Linked DNA regions of Mus musculus: regions 1 and 2 are each linked to region 3. A link is a contact called in public Hi-C data. All regions are on one chromosome and are shown on one strand. Each heading gives the region's core, a stretch centred on a gene start, on an enhancer-like site or on the middle of the called end of the contact. The rest is flanking DNA. Distances are from core to core; before and after follow the strand shown. Region 1 has its middle 270 kb from the start of Gm31326. Region 2 has its middle 290 kb from the start of Gm31326. Region 3 has its middle 120 kb from the start of Gm31326.

Region 1 (3,916 bases), core at 1,401-3,900, 150 kb after region 3:
AGACCTCTCAATGATCTACTTCTGCAATTTTTCATTTAGTACTTCCTTACCACAGTTGACCATGGGCAACTGAAACCATCAAACATGAAACCTCAAGTCAATGAGGAATAATTCCATAACACACCAGTTCGCCCATCTGTAAAGTCCCACTTGTCTGCAATGGTGTAATGCTTATTCAGTGTCAGCGGGACTGGATTTAGACTATCTTACCAGAAACACTCTGCCCATATCTGTGAGCATGCTCTCTCAGTTTTAACTGAGGTGGGAAGGCCCACCGTGAACATGGTGGTCTTCCCATGCATCCCAATGATGAGGTCCTGGCCTGAGTCAAAAGTAGAAAGTCAGGGGCTGCACATTAAACTGTGATTCGCTGATTTGATGCTGCAGACACACTGTGACCAGTGGCTCATGCTCATGCCACAAGATCTAGAGGGATTGCCTCGTCCATGCCTTTCCTACCATGAAGGACTGTACCTTCGAACTGTGAGCCAATTGAAAGAAAAACCTTTCTTTCTTAAGTTTCATTAGTTAGATATTTTGCCCCACCAACAAGAAAGGTATCTAATATAGTTGATAAGCTAATAGCCTGGCTCAGAGGTTCTGCCCTCATCTACTGTTGTTTGAGTTGGATGTTCCTTACTTAGTCATTGTGGGCTGGTATGAATGAAACACTTCTGCCTGACTGCTTTGGCCAAGAACTTTAGGTACCCTGAGATGAAGATACCACTCTCAATTACATAAGGGCCCCAGGGCCACAGGAAGAGTATTGCAATTGTAAGAGGAAACTTACAACAGTGTCCACCACACTCAGGTCTGTACCCCCTAGTCTGTTACCATGGTTGACATCCAGACTCCTAATGAACACTCAATGACAGGCACACACTCCTGAAGGTCACTTTTGCCTCCATCCCAGCAATCCTGGCTGAATCTCTGTTGTCCTTTCTCAGACTCACCTAGCCTCTGGCCACTTTTGCTCCCTATTTGAGGGCTAAACCCACCACCTTTTTCTTCTTCAGTTCACAGAGGCCTGTGCTGGAGGTGAGCTGCCTGTGGCTCCACATTTGTGCCTGTACCTGTTCCCTGTCTCTTGCTCATCTCCTTATTCTGAAGGAGCAGCAGACAGGACTCAATGGACTCAATGGACTCACTCAATGGACTAAGGTTGAAGAAGTGAATGTTCAGACCTAATATTCAGCCCACTTTGGAGACCTGCTTCTAAAACAACTTAGCCATATTTTTTTTCCCCAATCAACCTCCTACATTGAAAGATCAGGACCCCGCCAGTTTCTGGGATGACAAAAAAGATCCTTAAAGGTAGTATTTCCCCCAAAAGAGCCAGAAGGGAAATCTCGACTAACTTTTGATGCTGGGAAGCTTCATCCGGTTTTGTCAGGCTGTGTGCTGAGTTTCTGGCTTAGCCTCCTCCCTCTCGGTGGCACGTGAGATGGCCTAGTCACCAACAATGCAAAGATCAATCGAGGTGTTTTTCATGTTACGATATTAAGCTCACACCAAATCCGGACTATCTGAATAAATACTATTTGTTCCTTGATGACACGGGGCAGTGTAGTGATGAGAACCATGAACGTGAGAGCAAGAAATAACTGATTTCAGGGTGGGGCAGAGATGGCTGGGTCAGGATGACACATTTCCTTTGCAAGCATGGAGGCCAGAGTTCAATCCCCCAAACCCATCTAACACAAGTTTGGGATTGCAGCGAGAACATGTACCTCTGGTGATGAGGAGACGGAGACAAAGAGGATCCCTGAGCATGCTGGGAAGCCAGCCTCGCCTCACAACTATGCTCCAAGCCAATGAGAGAGCCTGTTTCCAAGGAGATGGATGGTGCTCCTGAGAATGACAGGGGGGGGGGGGTTCTTCTCCAGCATCTACATGTGCGTGAATACTCTTGCACCCACAAACACACATATATGCACATACATGCATACACATCTTAGCTAGCTGAATGGTCTTGGGTAAATGAATGACTAAATGGCTCACCCCCAATTTCCATTCCCCGTCCTCTGTGAGTCTGTGGGGATTTACTGAGGGACTAATGCTGGTGAAGTGCTTAGCAAGGTATCTGATGATCAAAAAGTACTTAATGCATGTCGTTGTTGAAAGACCAGTATCTACCACATACTCTGCTAGGTTCTGGGACACAGGGATGAGTAAGATACGCTATTAAAAATGCTAAAATGGGATGAGACGTTAAAGCCTATGTGGTATATCCCCCTAGAAAACCTAAGAGTCAAGCAAAGACCGTGTCTAGCTTCTATAGCAGGGGAGAGGCGAGACCAATTTGATCTTAGTCACAAAGCTGGCTGATTCTAGACCTTCTGAAAACAAAATCAAGAATGTCCAAGATTATTGTTTCAAATTCTGGTGTTACAGATTCCATTTCAGCTTAAATTCTTAAACCAACCACTACCAGCTCCTCTATGACTGCCCAGGGAGGCACTCATGGCAGCTTGAACTGCAGTTTAAGACTAGTGACGAGAAGGCCAATGGCTCCCAGCCCAGCTCTGAAGCCGCCGTGTCCTGCAGCAGGTGGCTGATGTCCAGAGCCCCTCTGAGAAGGCAGGGCAGATCGTAATTGCTGATTAGGTAGCAAGAGAGGGAGCACATGTCCCTGGCACCAGTTCTCATAATGTCACAGTACAGAGCTCTGTGGATGGCGGGTCTGTCATGCCTCACTATCCAATCATCTAATCACAGCCATCTCAGGCGCACCCCAATTCCAGTCCCTTGGCAAGGCCCTAAGTGCCCCAACTTAGATCCAGGACCACAGCCAACTTCTGATGCTGTCTTTCATTTGTTTGGGCTTTTGGCAAGGTCTGAGATATCCCGCCAGTCAAATATTGGGGATTTTAATTCCATTCCAGATGGGGACCAGCTCTCCAACAGAGACTCAGGCCAGGCACTGACCCAAGTGCCCCGGGAGCTAGACTTGAGACAAAGACCAAGGTCAGATGCTTCATCCATGATAAGGGGCCCACTTATAGCTTGAATATTTTGGCCCTTGTTTCTTGCATTTCTCCCAAACCAAAATCGTGTTGCCACACAGGTCTGAGAACAGAGAAAGCCTGAATCTGGCTTTTATCTAGAATGTTCTTAAGAGGTCCAAAAAGCCTGTTAGTCAAATTCATCTTCTTGCTAGGAAATGTCCCTCCTCCTTTGAGATGTTCCTTCCCGTCAGATCTTAAACAGCAGAGAATCATTCATTCCATAACTATCTTTGCTTGTTAAACCCCTTAGCTAGGTAAAACACTGAATTGGGGCACAGGCACACACAGGCACACACACACAGCAACTGGTCTGAACTCAGGGTTCAGAAAAAGTCAGTAGAGAGTTAAAGTAAATGTGGAGAGTGTCTCAGACAGTGGGAAGTGTGTAAGGTGCATATTATATATAACATGTCAGTGAGGAAGAGCTTGTAGTGGTGGCTACCACTTATTTCATGCTTCTTGCATGATGACTGTTTTACATGAACTAATTAGATGCTTAGAATCAGCTAGTGCTATTATTCTTATTTCTAGATGATTATTAAAGACCTTGGATTTAAGTGAAGTTACACAATGTTTCCTAGTTCAGTGACTAGGAAATGACAAGGAAAAAAATAACTGAGTTTTGTTTTCAGCTTTTACTGAGGCAAAGATAGAAAGTCCTTTATAGTTAAAGTGTAGAATGCAGTGACGTAATACATGTACACACTGTAAAAGTCATCACCACAATCACGGTAATCAACATATACATTGTATCGCATAGTGAACTCATTTGTTGTTGGAAAACATCCATTTTCTTGGCCAATTTCAAGTGTATCTGTTGCTCTTAGTTGGAGTCATTGTGCTGTGAGTTATATATTAAAAACTTGCTCAACTTGTAAGTAAAAGTCTATACATTTGATCAACATCTG
Region 2 (3,884 bases), core at 348-2,847, 170 kb after region 3:
GATGACAATGGAAAATAGCAGTGAGATTAGTGCAGTGGGCCAGTGCTGGTGACTTTAGAAGGAACCCCTCAAATTGTGGTTGTCTTTCTGTTTCCGTGGGAGAGCGAGTCACAACATGACGGACTGCAGAAGCAACTGAGCTTAAGATTCTTACTACAGCAGAAGACACCAGGAAAGGAACAGTTATGGGAAGGGCCTCAGGATAGGGCAATGAGGAGGACATCAAGTCCAGGGATGAACCAGGTAGCCTCAGACAGTGACATCAGACACATAACGAAGGTGCCGAGTCTTCATTACCCTGCCCGTCTTGTCAGCAGGAGGGCTGGAGGGTCCCCAAGAGCCATGTGTCCAGATGGACCATACCAGGAGAAACGCCATGTGTAGCTAGTTCTTTGGAGGTGCCTGTGACCCAGTGGGTAACAGTTCTATTCCTTTTCTAGAAATTAAAATAAATAAGCAAGAGAAGCAATCTGGAGGCTTCCCGATACAGATGAGGGAACCATCCGTTGCTCAGTTTTGTCTTCCTAGAAAGGGCAGATGCCAAACATGATCTTCCCCTGTTCTGCTGGTACATTATTTTCCCCCTTCTTTGCAGGCTGGCTTTTCTCGGCTGTCTTTTTGAATACCTCGAGCAGAACACCCCTGTCTTGTTAATGACTTCAAAGATACCAGGTCCACTGTGCAGCGAGTGATAAAAATGTACACAGCATGTGTTGGATAAATTAATAAACTCTCTGGAGCCTACGAGTCCTCAGGCCCAGCAGCACCGTAATGAAATGTTATTCTGAAGTGGAGGAGGTGGGAAGGAGAAGGGGAGCAGTATTTAATATATGCAAATTAACTAGTATGCAAATTGTCACTAAGTTAAAAATAACGGACTGCGAGAGGAGCCCATTTTTTAAGCAGCTTGTTTATTCATTAGCCTAATTTCCATTATCAATCCTTCTGTTTTCTTCTTTATTAAGTACTCACATTTGGGGAAGTTTGCTTCCTACAAATTGTGTTTTACTCCAAAAACCCATAACAATGCTTAAAACAATCACCATATATTAGCTTCTCTCTGTCTCCTTGATTTTGCCCTTAGCGAGCATCCTTTCTTTTCTTCCTGTTGCTTACCTCTCCTGGTCTTCCCTATCTCGGTTCTCCGGGACCTTTTGTTTCATTGCTGAAGGCGGCTCCTACACGGCAAGGGGCGAAGTGAGGAGAAGCCGCTTGCCTTAAAAGATCTTATTCTAAGGACCCCTTCTCCCAGGCGCTCACCTGGATAGGGTGGACGTTGCCACGCAAAAAGCAGCCCAGTTTGTTTTGTAGACCACCAGCATCCCCTGGCTAAGTAACAGAACAGCCAGAAAAATGCTCATCCCGATTCGGGTCTGTATATGGCCTCCTCAGCTTGAGACAGACCTTATATACAATGTTAAGACAAATTGGCATCCAAAATCCAACTCTTTTGTCTCAAGGAGCCGAGCCGCCACCTCGCTATGTGCAAGCTCTGGTGCCCCCTCGAGGCCAAGAACGGAACAGACCGTGGAGAGTCCTGGCAGATGCTGAAGTAGGCAGGAGGGTTCACACAAAGCCTTTGGTTGAAGCTTTCAGAAAGCAGGCTCCTTGAAAGAGGGGGCGCCTGTGAGCAGCTGTGGAGGGGGACTTATGGGTTTAGCCTTCCCTAAAGCTGCAAGGCTGAAAGGTTGGTTATTGTTTCAGCTGTTGTCATTTTGCACGTGGTTTTTAATCACATTGTTAATTTGGGCAGTAAAATAGGGTTTTCCAGGTTTTTCTCTGAACGTGCTGCTAGATAGCATCTGTACAGGCTCTGTGCCCCTGGCATGTGCATCTTAGATGTTGAAAGGCACACATTGAGGCTCAGGATTCTCATGCCCTTGGAGTCCTGTGGCCAAGCTACCCTGGGAACCCAAGGCTGGTCACCCCAGGATCCCCACTGCATACCTGAATATGCCAAATGATTTCACAGTGACCACAAATTCCCAGAGCAGATAATTCCAGCTACAGCGGTCACTGGTGTTTATAACCTCCCAAGAGACATACTATGTCAGAGGGGGGAAGCTATGGTTTTCATCTCTTCACTCGGGGTCTGAGCTTTGGTCAGCTCCCCTACCCCCACAGGCACACACACTAAAGTACCCATTACTCAAGGGCAATGGCATCAAATGTAAAGGGTCACACTTAGGCAGCTGCCAGAGATCAGCTGCAGACAGGAGGTGGCTAGGGACTGAATTTACATCAGCTTCTGAGCCTCTAGTCCAGACAGCAATCTCCCAAAGCTCTTAAAAAAATGGTGTCAAATGGCCAAAGACCTTCAAGAGACAATGGCATCAGAAATGGTCTCTGACACTAAATGCTGAGGGGAACCAGAAAGATAAATCATTATCATTTAAGCTCTGCGCGTTTTTTTAGACATAGTGTTTTTGCAATGTTTCCATAGAATGAAGAAATAAATCACCCTGCCCTTGACACTTTTAATAACTTTAAGAATGTGGTTAGGGTAATACTTAACTTTATTGACATATTGTATGGTTCATCCATCTCATCAAATGTCAATGAAACTTCGATGAGTATTAACTGAGGGCCCATAATACACTAGGAACTGGCTAGAAACACCCCCTCCCCCCGCCGAGTTCTCAAGTACCTTCCAGAAGCTCTCACTCACCGGCTTGACTGCTTCTGTGGAAATCGATCGCCTAGAAGGTTGTGCTTGAGGTTTGGAAGCTGGGACTCAGCAGAATCTAGCTAGGGAATTTGGTTTGCTGACTTTGGGGGGAGGGGGGAAATCCCTTCTTGGACTATTTGTGAGTATTCTCAGATTTAGGTGCCTCCTGTGAGCTTGGGACACAGACATGATAAATGGCCATTGGACAGTTGTGCTCCAGAGAGTCTGTGCAGCTTCTATAACTCAAGGTGGGCTCTGGAATTGCCTGGTCTCTACTTTCACAGAACAGGAAATAAGCCCAGGTAGGATCAACTCTTCAAAGTCACAATGCTACAACATAGCAGAACACTTGAAAATTGACTGTCTTGATTCTCAAGCCAATCTTCTCTCCACTAGTGTTCCGTTGGTGGTTGTATATTTTACAAAGGTTGAGAAAAGAAGGGAGAGGTCCAGTGAGATGGCTCATTGGGTAAGGATGCTTGCTGCTAAGCCCGACAACCTGAGATTCTGAGAAACCAGGGAAGAGAGGATGGAAGGGGTGAGCATATCAAACAATGCAAGGACTGACTGTGGTGACATCTGGCTCTTCTCAGCACAGGTTTCTCTCTCATTTCAAAGTTGAGCTGCTGTCTTTCCAAGAACACTGTGACCACCAACCCTCCCCTCTCAGCCATTCTAAGAGAGTCTTCATGTTTCCATTTGGACATTACTACTCCAAGAAGCTGTGCCTTTCCATGAAACCTAACTGCATCTTTTCAAGGCCCCCAAACCACATTACCTCCCCCTCACAGCTCCTAACATACTCCATTTTAATTGTATTTTATTTGTCTGCCTTCTCCAATCTTCTGTGAACAGCTGAAGGGTAGGGGCTAAGTCTGTTCTGAGCTCTCAAGATTGTCTCTATAGATCCTAAAGATAATAACTCTAAGAATGCAGTGAAGGTAATACTTAACTTATTGATATTGTTTACCATTCATCCATCTCATCAGACCTCAATTAAATCTCAGTGACCATTAAATAAGGGTTCGGCATGTCCTCAGCAGTAGAGCCTGGCATAGAGTAGATATCCAATAAATATTTTAGAATCCATAAATGAAGAGTGGGACACAGAGTCTCATCAGGAGGAAAGTGTCATTAGCCATTCCTCTCACAGAGTGATCCAATTTCTCCTGTCCCCTGAATACATCCTTGGCTGCTAATCTAAGCATTCTATAGT
Region 3 (3,538 bases), core at 727-3,226:
TACCTTCCTTGCTTACCTCGGGGGTTGCAGAGAGGATCAAATAAGATAATGGTTACAGAAGAGCTTTGAACACTGTAAAGTGCCATGGAAATTTCGAGAGTGTGATTAGGGGACAGCCACTGCCCCCACACTCACTTCAAAGGGGAGAGACAGGGAGGAGAAAGCTGCCATGCTCTGCGTTTGAAGTGCACAAGAGCGGCTCTCAGCAGAGGAAAACAACGTTGCCCGCTTAAAAGGCAACTTTCAAAACAACCATTTTCCCTCTGAAGGGAGAATATAGTTGGGAGTACTTCAAAGACTAGGGGAAATTTCCAGAAAAAAAATGACGTTCTCAATCCAACTCTTAGTCAAGGCACAGTTATTTTAAAAACCTTCAGAACTCTTCATTTATTTTAAAAGAATCTTAATGCCTTTAAAAATTAAAAACTGTTAAGAGGGGTAGAGAAAGGCTTGCTTCCTCCATGGCCCTTCAGCGCCCATTGCAGAAGGTGGATGTAATGAATCTGATTCATCCGATCCTTCCTCTGATTAAACATTCTCTCTGTCCTGATAAATATCTTACTGAGAACAAGTCACCAGGAATAGCACCATCTCCTATCCATTTCTGACACCCAGCTATCACACACACACACACACACACACACACACACACACACACACACAGGTTATTTAGTATATAGGTTCTTTCTTTTTCTTTAAATATGCTAAGGACAGTCTCAAGGGACCAATGAAGAAGCACAATATTATATCTGACATTTCTAAGCAAGGAGAAGAAGAAGAAGAAGAAGAAGAAGAAGAAGAAGAAGAAGAAGAAGAAGAAGAAGAAGAAGACGACGATGAGGATGACGATGATGTGTCTGTATGCAAGCATGCATGTATGTCTGTGCACTTTGTGTTTAGAAACTGGAAGACAACCTTAGCTGTCATTCCTCAGGCCCTATCCACCTTGTTTTGCTTTGCTTACTTTTCCTGCGATGAGGTCTATTGCTGGCTCATAACTTGAGCCGTATGTTAGATCAGTCAGCTAGTGGGTTTCAGGATCTACCCATTCTGTCTCCTTAGCACTGTGGTCGTCGCGATTGTGCTCCACCATGTCCAACATTTCTTAGGTGGGTCTTAGGGATCAAACAAACTCGGGTCCTCGTGCTTACAAAGCAAGCACTGTCCCTACCCCCTTGATAATTTTCCCAGACCTTGATTATTTATTGTTATCGAAATGATCTCACTATGCAGCACAGGCTGGCCTGGAATTCACTATGTAGGACAGGTTGGTCTCAAACTCACACCAATTCACCTACCTCAACATTCCCAGCGAATGGGGAGATCATTGGCCTGAGTCAGCTTGCCTAGTAAGACTTTTATATAAAACAACTGAATTCAAAGATAAACAGAGCTCAGACTCCAAATAGCAGGCTGTGATGTAGGCGTGTCTGGCCACGTCTCACTCTGCCCCCTGAGAGCCAGCCCACTGGAAACTGGACAAACCTATTTGGAAATGTGAATGTCTTCCCCCGCCCCCCACTCCCAGCCCCCTGCATCCTGCTGAAGGCCCCAAAGTTCTGGAGATAACAAGTTTGCCTCATCTCTGCCCTCATTGAGAGCCTTCCCAGGCTCCTCTGGCCGTCATGCAAGGAGGTTTCTGAGAGACGTGTCTTACTTTTCTCATAGCTCGTATCTATGCCTACAGACTGTGATCAAATGGGATGCTTCTTAGCTAAAGTCCAAAGCTCAGTAGAGTGTTCACATTCTCCGTTCTTAGGAAACACACGCATCAGTCAGCACCAAGGGGGTTGGGCGGAGAGGGTCAGCTAGAATTCAAGGAGATGACCCGTAGAGAAAGAGCTCTTTCCTCCCACACCTCCCACTGGCTTTGGCCTCACTGTATTTTTTTTTGCAAAGGGCTTTGAAGACACAAGTGAAAGAAATCTCAGTGGTCGGAAGCCAGAGAAAGGCAGCTGCCAAGGGAAGATTAGTCCCAAGGAACAGAGAAAGAACACCCGCGAGCAGGGTGACGTCATACGGAAGAAGGGCAGAAGAAGGGTTGTCTGAGTCCCGGATCTTCTGCCACCGTTTTAAGCAACCCATTTAATTAAAGTTGTGTCTCTTGCTGGCATGAGAGCAATGGAAGTGTCAGTTTGCTTGTCAGAGGCTCCTTTGCCTGGAGCATAGATCAGAGCCTGGGTGGCCGTGTGCCAGGCTTCTCTCCAGCACAGATGGGAAGGCCAGGGGTAATTACCCTGCCCTGGCCACTTGCCTTCCTGTGTGAAATTATAGAAAAGTAGGAGACAGTGTCTCCACCCGATTCTTATCCTTCATCATTTCCAGGGAAGGGATAAAGACAAGCACACACCTCGATCTCATGCAGGCAGGAAGGCTGCCTGGAACCTCTCCCCTCTAAGGACAGTTTTGGAGGAGGACAAGCCTGCTGTGGAGGTAAGCTGGGAACTGCACCAGCTACGGAGACTGTCTGACCCACGGCTCTCCAAGTATAACTAGCTCAGAGAGCTGTCTAATCTTTGCAGGGTACAAGCAAAGAGATTACCCGTCTCTGCCCTCCGCTGTGGCTTGCCATGTCTCCTGTCTCCGATCTCCTCTGCCCAGTCTTCAATGGGAACACTAGACGATCCTGGGCTGTCTGCTCACTACCAGTCAAGACTGGAACTTGAGGTTTCTGTGTCCTCACTAGGAATCAAGGTTTGGGAGGAGAGGATGTTCCTTGTCCTCTTGACTGTCCTCCTGTGTCACAGTTGGTGTGGAGGACAGGCGTGGGCGGCTGTGGGGTGTGTTAGCTAGAGGTCAGTGTGTCCAAAGTCTCCCTTAGCTTTGTTGGCCCTCACGTCTGTGTCCTATGTAGTCAGGAAGCTGAGGCACCTGGTTAATCAGCGCCCCGCTTCCATGTTCTGAGGCCACTTCTCTGTCCAGTCAATTCTTCCCCGCCCCCTTGCTCTCTGAAAAGCCCTTTTCTCCACCTTAAAAGGAGGCTCAGTGCTGCCTCCTTTTCGTTACTCCTAACCACCAGGCTCCTCCTGCCTTCTTCCTCTCTACCTCTCCCTGCATGTGTTGCTCTCTGCTGCAGTCTCTGCTCCCCTACTTTTCATAGAGCTCTTCTTTCTTGTCCTCCAGGACTCAGTCAATGTTCCACCCCCTCCCCAAAGACAGGCCTTCCTTGACCTCTGAAGCTAAAGACCCCGGGTCCATACATCTTCATCTCCATTTTTCACAAGTCCCGCTGTTTTGAATCTTGAAGCACTGGGTGACAAAGGAGGCCAATGACCACGGGTTGTGTTTTTCCTCATCCTTTGTCCACTGGCCTTGCAGGTTGCAGGCAGGAGATTGAAGCAGGGTGGGAGGTATAGGCTGAGAGTTTCCAGTTCCTGCCTCAGGTCGTAGCTTCAGTGGCAGTCAAGGCAATCGGAAACCTTTGAAGGATGTTAAGCAGAAAGCGGCATCATCCAGTACACGTTCTGAAAACATCACTGTGATTGCTCTGTGCAAAATGTATTGGATTTGGGGGAAGGATTTAGGAGGCAGTCCCAGT

Evidence for each region. A called contact is a pair of places that touch in the nucleus more often than the background predicts.
Region 1: a Hi-C map of cerebellum shows a contact between it and region 3, with 1.8 times the contacts expected there. The contact joins two enhancer-like sites. A contact is called at or near these places in 2 of 484 Hi-C or Micro-C datasets (cerebellum and uterus) and 1 of 9 other capture datasets (liver).
Region 2: a Hi-C map of cerebellum shows a contact between it and region 3, with 2.6 times the contacts expected there. The contact joins two enhancer-like sites. A contact is called at or near these places in 6 of 484 Hi-C or Micro-C datasets (cerebellar granule neurons, cerebellum, cerebral cortex and 3 more) and 2 of 115 datasets of contacts at active chromatin or transcription factors (embryonic midbrain and neural progenitor cells).

What each region holds. Positions count from the first base shown.
Region 1 is chr9:101,709,640-101,713,555 of GRCm38.p6, reverse strand. No RefSeq gene overlaps it. Among named protein-coding and RNA genes, the nearest start is that of Gm31326, 270 kb to the left of the region's middle. Within about 2 kb of position 2,650, at least 7 of the 459 cell types and tissues checked have an H3K27ac peak or open chromatin away from gene starts, as enhancers often do. A contact at or near this core is called in cerebellum, where this site is marked.
Region 2 is chr9:101,687,979-101,691,862 of GRCm38.p6, reverse strand. No RefSeq gene overlaps it. Among named protein-coding and RNA genes, the nearest start is that of Gm31326, 290 kb to the left of the region's middle. Within about 2 kb of position 1,597, at least 37 of the 459 cell types and tissues checked have an H3K27ac peak or open chromatin away from gene starts, as enhancers often do. A contact at or near this core is called in cerebellum, where this site is marked.
Region 3 is chr9:101,861,224-101,864,761 of GRCm38.p6, reverse strand. No RefSeq gene overlaps it. Among named protein-coding and RNA genes, the nearest start is that of Gm31326, 120 kb to the left of the region's middle. Within about 2 kb of position 1,976, at least 52 of the 459 cell types and tissues checked have an H3K27ac peak or open chromatin away from gene starts, as enhancers often do. A contact at or near this core is called in cerebellum, where this site is marked.